Regions from separate parts of the Sparus aurata genome. Here region 1 is linked to region 2. The links are chromatin contacts, called in public Hi-C maps. All regions are on one chromosome and are shown on one strand. Each heading gives the region's core, a stretch centred on a gene start, on an enhancer-like site or on the middle of the called end of the contact. The rest is flanking DNA. Distances are from core to core; before and after follow the strand shown. Region 1 holds the start of smg5 (SMG5 nonsense mediated mRNA decay factor). Region 2 holds the start of rbm8a (RNA binding motif protein 8A).

Region 1 (4,356 bases), core at 1,362-3,861, 130 kb after region 2:
CATGCACAGAGGATTCTTTCCACAGCTGCAGGGTGAATTACCTTCTTGTTGGTCTTGATAACCTGGATGACCTCGTAGTAAACCTTCCTCCAGAGCAGCTCCTCAGCCTTGCGGCCATAGTCGACAGGGTGGAGGAACATCAGCTTCACACAAAGCTCCCTCAGCCTAAAAAACACACATGAAGAAGAACAGATACACACACACGCACAAGTTAAGGAGGTAGTTGGGTCACCGGTTTGACAAGTGGACTAATGAGTCAACCTAGTTTCATGTGAACAATCTGGGCTATGCAGAACAGAAACACATACCAGGATACAAACGGTGGGCATTTTTCTTTTAAGATTGAACAAATAATCCGCAGATTAATCAAAGTGAAAACAATCATTTGTTGGCAACTGATGATTCTTGTACAATCCAACAAAAAGAAATGTTGTGGCATCACTAATAAGCTTGCATTTCCCTTCTGTGACTCACGCTGTCCGTGTAAAATGACTCAGAATCAAGAGTTGTTGATCAGAATATTGTGAAATCTCAGTCCACACTTTGTGTGCAGCCAGTGACAAGATTATGTTAATGCAGTTATGCAAGTACATGCAGTATTTCTCATTATCTGTTCTTTGAAGAGCAGCTTCTCTGCGTGGTTCATCTATTTTTCAATGCCAAAGAGGATAATATCACACTCAACAATAACATAAGCCTCACCTCGCACTGAGGTGCAAAATTATCCCTTTTACAAGATGAGTATAATCTACAACTACAGCTCTTACACAAGTGGATATTTTGGTGTAAAGTCAGCCTGTAATCTCAACAATGGAATATAATGACTTTGAAACTTCCAGAGGGGATCAGGGATGCAGATGCACGTGTACTGCAGTGTCAATAAACATGCAACACATGATCGTTCTCATTATTAATTCATCAGACAATCACTGCCTTGATTAACAGATAACTCGCTTGGTCAACTAAATGTCCAGCAAAAAAAATCCCATTTAAATTTCCTTGAAACGTCAAAGGTAACTTGTAAATGTCAATGTTTGTCAGACCAACAGTCCAAAACTCGGAGATAATCAGTGTATGTCACACGGGAAAGTGGTAAATATTTACAGTTAGAAGTTATAGTTTGACATCTTTAATTGAAAAAATACTGACACATGTCACCGCTTACCAAAGTATTCATCAATTAATTAGAAAATTACTTGAGATGGATGTTGGTTGACAAAGCTCCAGCGGCAGTCTCTCCTCTGTCTCTAGTATCGTGTCTGTTCAGACTCATGGTCAAGTATCTTTCTCACGTTACCCTCAAACTTCCTCTTTGTGGTTAATTTGTAACCAGTGTGAGCATAACAATGTCAGTCCTCTTCACAGAAACTGCAGTTTCTTAGAGATATCATCAAGTGACTATTAAATAGAATTTGGTAACAGGTCTGAAATATAGTCTATAAGCTCACAGAGATGCCGCGGTATGAACACATGTAGGATGATAGTGAGATTGTCAGCTGAATGAACTTGAGATGACTGATTAACATTCATATTATGTTCAGAACAGCTGCTCCTATAACACTCAGGTTACATGTAGCATGTGAGGTTTGAATTACACTCCTGCCTCCCCACACACACACACACGCACACACACGCACACGCACACACACACTTCTGAGACAGCTGGACATACTTGTTGCGAAGGCTGATGTTCTCCGGCTTGAAGACCTCCCTGTAGGATGCTTTGCTGCCGATGATGACATCCAGCTTGTGCACAGACTCCACCACAGCCCTGTGTAGCGTTTGACAACACAAAGCATTAGCACGATGACTGGTCTTGACGATTGCGGGGGGGGTGTCAGGAACAAATGCTGTGCTAGCCACCAAAATCCTTCCTGTTTCATTTCACTGTAACGAGGGCGCTAATGACAAATGCAGCTAAATCATGATTTCACAAGCTAACACGAGCTACACCAACTGATAGCAAGATGTATCTGATGTTACACTGACAAAGTATGCAGCAATGTCGGGCTTTTTATTGTCGTGACAGGCTGCTGAGTGGAAGAATAGATGGACCCTTTCTTGTGTTAGCAAACATTGATTAGCTAGCGCTACGTTAGCCAGCACAACAACGTCCAATTAGCACCTTGGTTAGCTACGTAAAACGGCCTCGCCAAGTTACCTGTAAAGCCGCTTGATGAGAAGGACTTTCGCCTCTGGCTCGCTGTCCTGCCCCGGTCCACTCATATTAGCGAGATGCCAGTCGTTTGATCCCACGCTCCGGCGTCCAGTCGCCGTTTCCTTCAACCCTCCCGACACACAGTTGTCAGGGCTACTCGGGTTTGTTCCCCGGCAGTGACAACCGTGTTGATAGCCAGCTAGCGCTAGCTATCAAGATAGTGTTAGCTTTCCTCCCTTTCCCTCCGAATCTCTTTCGTTTCTTGTGTCCTTTGGCAAGACCCCCTCTACCCATCCGTTCTGAAAACCGGGTAGGAGGGGGTGCCCTGTAATTTATGCTCTTCCTGGTCAGCTAAAACGCTCTGATATGCTTCTTGTGTTGTTCCCCGTTCCAGCCATCGCTACGAAGGCGGCCATTATTCCTATCAGGCAGTGACCGCCTGAATATCGCGAGAATACGGACCGTACCCACAGACGGAACCATGGGTTGCCAGGTCGTGTACAAATCCCTCATTTGCGAAAATCTTTATGAAAACATTCATTATCCCTGGACCTGCAAATGAGAAACTAGAAGAAAATAGACTGTTTAGACATTTAACACACACTGAAATAACGGTACTCTATTGTTTGTGTGACAGGTAGTAATAGAATGTAACTAAGTACATTTACTCAAGCAGACCTACTGAATTGTTCAATTTCGAGGTACTTAAATATTTCCATTTTCTGCAATATTAAACTTCTACTCTACTACATTTTGGAGACACATATGGTACTTTTTACTCCACTATATTTGTTTAATATTTTTAATATTTAGTTACTTACTTGCAGATTACACAATGAGCCATTCTTTGTTTTTTTGTAGTTTTTGGTCTTATATAATTCAAACTAATTTCATTTATAGGCTAAATCAGGTTTAAATAAATAAATAAATGCTGATTCCACTAATCTGAAAAATACTGAATATTGGACCCGATAATCGTTCAGAACACAGTATATACAAGTCAATTATGTAAAATTTATTTATAAATATTATAAAATTCTCTGTATTCTCTGCCCTTAAAGTAGGCTGTGTTTATCATGTCCCCCGTTCATTATTATAATCTCCCACCACTCACTCTGCATCTGCAACATGTTGTTTAGATCACTTCTCAGTAACAAACCTGCAAATGATTTAATCAGGTGAATGTTCATGGGATCAGATTATGACTTTAAAAATCATACAGTCAGATCAAAAATCTATTAAATCCCACAAACTTATTTCGTCTCACTAGAGCTCTTATCAGATATTTCCATCAATATTCTGCAGAGTTTTGTTAAGGATCTAAATGCTTCTACTGGACAACCGCCACCTTTTATCATCCTTATTAGGATAATTTGGTGACCTCATCCCAGCATAGTAAGCCTCATTTGCATGCTTTCCTTGTCTTTTTTCCATACAAAACATGCGGGGTTGATGACAATACTGTTTCTAAATGGCAGACTTATTTTTACTTTTAAGAATATGTATTAACTGATTGAAAAACCGACTTAAAACTGCTGCAAGGTGTCTGATAGGAACTGTACCAGAGGTGTCTGACTGTACAGTCCAGGAGGGTTCATTGAGCTACGAGACATAGAAAAAGTTGAATGTGAACTTTGAAATTGTTCTGAAATATAAGCAAATAATAAAGGATGCATGGTTATAGGCCTTTGCTACAGTAACCATAGCTACTATTAACTCTGTTGTTGTAATTCCTCCTGGTTGCCAACAGAGGTCCATAAAGATCACAGATTATTCTATGTCCCTCTAAATGCAACATAGAAGTCACAGAGGAATGACATTTTGTGAGAGGCTTGCTTCCTAAATCTAATGTTTTATTCAGTTATGGAGAAAAGGGCAGTTTTATCCAGTATTTAATTGGAATTATGTTAGAATTTACTAATGTTTATTCCAGGAAGAACATTTGAGGAATGATGCAATTTGATATATAATGGAAAATGACAAATTAGAATTGGTAATTTCATTGTGGTATGAATAATTTTCAGCTCGTAAACCTGGCAGAACAATGACATGAATGTATTTGATTCTTGGGTCTGCAGCAGGTTCAGGTGGATCTCTCAGCTCTCTTTGTTCTGTTTACACAGCGTGAACCGTCTGTGGCTCCTCCACTGTGCTAATTCTTTTGCACAATGCTCTGTCCAAACTCAGAAGTTGCCAAC
Region 2 (4,271 bases), core at 628-3,127:
GCTGATGCTGCGTGTGTATTTGTCTCACCTTGAGGTAGCCTGTTCTGCGATCAAGGTTGAGATGCAGGTTCTTGATTTCTCCAAACTCTGAAAACTTGTCATGGATGTCTTCCTCTGTGGCCTCCTCATGTACACCTGTCACAAACAGGATCCAGCCCTCCACAGCTGCAACATGACAAGAAAAGGTGTCAGGATCAGAAAGTCATATCAGAAGCACTTTCAACAATGTAAATTAATACGTATGGCGGAGTCATGATTACTCACGCTCCTAATCCTTGCTAGATGTACAAATAGACACCAGTCTAACCTATGTGAGATCCTCATTTAACTTGCTTACGCATCAACTGTTTATTTGAGACACAGAGCTACACTTGCATTTTTCTAAAAGTCATTTCCTTAAAATAAAAAGAACTTAACTTAAAATCTGGATAAAAACGTTCACATCCACTGCACACACATTTTAAAAAAACACATGTTTATCAGGCTGTTCTCTTTCTATACATATAATGCATGTCCATGCTTGATTTGTACAACACAAAAAGGGAAAAGTAAAAGAAAGCAACATGAATACAGACAAATGTAACCGATAAAGTTGGTTTCCAACTGCACCACTTGGTAGACAGGTATAGTTTTTATTTTTGTATTGCACAGTGGACAGAATAATTTTTGTCTAGATTGGACCACATGTGCATGCAAGTTTTTTAAAAGGTTGCTGCCAAATAGGATGTGATTGGAACTGGAAAAAAAAAGGTAATAACTGGTGACACAAGCTGTTGTGAGTTAACTGTATTCATAACCAACAGAGAGGGTAGGAACTTGATACATCGCAGAGGCACTTCTCTTGGCAAAGTTTAGACTTTAGTTTATTAGTTTACATTAAAGCTGGACATCAACACTTACATCTCTGAGGGCCTGGCTCGTCCCCGTCCTGCTCCACGGTATCATAGTCCTCCTTGATTCTAGACCGGGCTCCTTCCTCTGCAAACAGCAACACAGGAATGTACTTACAACTCCTGACTGCTGCTAACACACTGTATTAAAAAACTTTGAGAGGATTAAGTTACATGAACAACTGTCACAACAGTGGTTACTCACCTGAGCCAAAGCCTCGTCCTTTCCTTTTCTTGGCCTTCTCCTTCAACTTGTGGATGCTTTCTGAAGACGGAGAAGTTAAACAAGTCAGGATATATGCATGCTCAGAAACTGGCTAGCTAACTAACGCTGCTCCGTTTTCATGCATTTGAACTCTGGTAAGAGCTTTTGTAGTTAATTATTAAATAAAAGATGCTCTTAATTATATCCTCTTGATATTCCGATTGTAAATTATGTGCCTATTAGCCCATCTTACTGTAAGCTAGCTGATAGCTATGAAGAAAACTCAAAGGCATGCTAGTCGTGGCTAATAACAAGCTAACTACCGGCATGATGCTAAGCTAGGTAATTGTTGCCAATTAACTTTTACGACCCTGAAAGTCGAACTACATTAAGAAATTATAATAACCACGAACAAGTAAGCATTATCTCACGAGCAGCATTTGAATGAGCCACTGGTGCGTTGTTAGCTTAATATTAGCTTGTTAGCACTTCTCAGGCCTGCTACCACGCAGTCAGCGTTTGAAGCATTTTCGACCTTTTTCGCATAAAGTTAGACCTCAATATTTCACATCATTGGAAAGCCAATGTTATTGAGCATCTGCTATCGATTTTTGCAAGTATTAAATTTACCATCACCATCCTCATCCATAGGAAAGTCCTCTCCTCCCGCCTCATGAAGATCCAGCACGTCCGCCATGATGTCTGTGTGTGTTCGCTGCTGACCGACGCAAAGTGCGTGCGCAGAAAGAGACAGCAGGCTGGCGGGGGTTGCCAGGTGGCGTAAAAGTAAGTAAGCACAGTAAATTTACTGGACTGGACAGCAAACTACAGTACATCTCATTTATCCTTTGCACCAGTTTCTCCCAAACAACACAAGCTGAATACATTTAGAGGTATTTATAAAGAATGGTGTTTCCCAAACAACCCGTAATTGTGCACTTTGAGGTGTTTTTGGGGTGAGTGAATTGTGGTTCCCTGCTTGAGACAGTGTGTTAAAAGTTATTTTTCTGGCAACAAATGTGCTTAAGTATTACATGTACAAGTTAAAGTTACATATACATATATTAACATGCACTGTATGCAAATGCTGAACCTGATATTCAGCATTTTTCAGATTATTGGACTCGCTGTTTGTTTTGTTTTTGTCTAATTGACAAATTATCTTTTAAAAATCACAGCTTTAGGTCTGATACAGCATGCAATCTGCAAATTAACTAACATTTAAAGTTGTAGAATAACTAGTGAGTAAAAGGTGCCTCCAAAATAAAGTGGAGTAGAAGAAGAAAATAGCAGAAAATGGAAATACTCAAGTTAATACAAGTATGTCAAAGATTGTACTCTAGAACTATACTTAAGTAAATGTTCTTAGTTACATGCCATCACTGGCAGGAGAGACTTTTGATTATACCGTATGCAAAACCATAGTTTCGACTTTATTTTGGGATTTTTTAAAGATGTTTATTTGGCGTCAGAGGGAGAAGATGGTTACATTTGTGAGCATCTGCACTGATGTCGATGAAACCTTTCTGGACAACCGTTTTATTCTATTCCGTTATTACTATTGTTATCTTAATAATGCACCATGCAGCTCTGGGAGATGCTTTGCTGTTGTCAATAAAGACTTGAATCCTGAATCTAAAGTGTATTTTGTTAAATGAATTAACAGGACCAGCAGAGGGCTTTCACACATCCACACTGGCTCTTGATCAGTGTGATGAGGCCTGAAGTACTGTCACTTGATCACCATCTGCTGGCGAGTTGGATCAAATGACAGAGGACTAACAGACAGGCCCTCTTAAACAGAAAAAAAAAAAAAAGCCTTTTGAAAAACTGACACACTTTCCAATTTTATCTCCAAATGTGGAATCAGAACAGGCGGGTTAAATCCTCTGTTACTGACGGGGGAGGCTGATAGCTGCAGCCAAATAAGAGGCTGGGAAATGCTAAAGTAAGAAAACAGAGATAATATTGTAAGACTGATCTACACACTGCAGGCAGAGCTGGATATTGTCCCTATTTATTATTGTAGAGAGCAGTAAAAAAAAAAAAAAAAAAGTCACGCAGATTCTAGAAACATCAGCAGGTTCAGCTCGGTTCACACTTCTTACCTCTTATTCTTGTCTACGCTGCACTTTTCTCGACACCTTTATGTGGGGAAACCTGGGAGGGCTTTCTCTGCTGAGTTGGCATTAAGTATACTTCTTCAGGATGGAGTTGGGATGTCAATATGATACCTCATGACCAGTGATGTGCACAAGGGGGGGGGCAGTCGCCCCCCCTCGTGGCCCAATTGTTGAAAAACGCGTGCTAAAGTGCCCTCCTGAAAACCAAAACGCGTGCTAAAGTGCCCTCCTGAGAGCCAAAATGCGCGCTAAAGTGCCCTCCTGAGAGCCAAAAAAGCATGCCAAAGTGCCCTCTTGGTTGGCAAAACACACTAAACTGCCCCCTTGGCTGGTTAAAACATGATAAACTGCCCTCTTGGGAGCCAAAACACGTGCTAAAGTGCCCTCTTGGGAGCCAAAACGCGCGCTAAAGTGCCCTCTTGGGAGCCAAAACGCGCGCTAAAGTGTCCTCTTGGGAGCCAAAATGCAGTGCCCTTCTTTTTCGCCCCTGCCCTTCAAAAAGTCTGCGCACGCCACTGCTCATGACTCATTTTTCCAGACTGGATATGAAGGAACAGCTGAGGATTTGGGGAGTATGTTTGGTGGCATTAGCGAGGCCTCTCAGGTGTTTGTATGCACTGAATCGACAGCAGGCCTGATTGAAGGGGATCAGTTTACTTGTAGTGTTGGTGCTGAGCGAAGTTGAAATGAAAAGTGACTATAGATAATGACAACAAGAGGCAGGTTATTTTAGCAACGGTTTCTTTTTAACCCTCACCTGACGACACAAGTTTAAGGCAACGAACCGCTGCTTGAAGTTACAGATTTAAATGGGAAACAGTCGCGTTAAAAAATAAGGTGGAAGGGTTAAATTTCCACTACGAGCGCTCTCACAATATCTGTTGCAGTCTAGTGGCCGATGTAGGTAGAGCGGCAGGTCAGAGCTCATCGGAGGAATCCCTGGCGCTCAGAGAGTACTGCTGCCATTGCAATCCAAAACCACAATATGAGCAATGACGTGGATTAATAGAGGAATGAAAGAAAAGTGTATCTGCGGCCAGACGGAGACAGTGG

What was found. Hi-C and Micro-C count contacts between places; a contact is called where the count stands out from the background.
Region 1: a contact with region 2 is called in a Hi-C map of an unstated tissue, with 10 times the contacts expected there. The contact joins the promoter of smg5 here to the promoter of rbm8a in region 2. A contact is called at or near these places in 2 of 2 Hi-C or Micro-C datasets (skeletal muscle and an unstated tissue).

Annotation. Positions count from the first base shown.
Region 1 is chr17:31,297,594-31,301,949 of fSpaAur1.1, forward strand. smg5 (SMG5 nonsense mediated mRNA decay factor) reads right to left here and starts at 2,612. Exons shown (of 22, transcript XM_030393297.1): 1 at 2,162-2,612; 2 at 1,673-1,771; 3 at 42-165. The coding sequence starts at 2,226.
Region 2 is chr17:31,164,805-31,169,075 of fSpaAur1.1, forward strand. It overlaps rbm8a (RNA binding motif protein 8A), which reads right to left and starts at 1,878. Exons shown (of 6, transcript XM_030394981.1): 1 at 1,726-1,878; 2 at 1,096-1,155; 3 at 901-978; 4 at 29-165. The coding sequence starts at 1,792.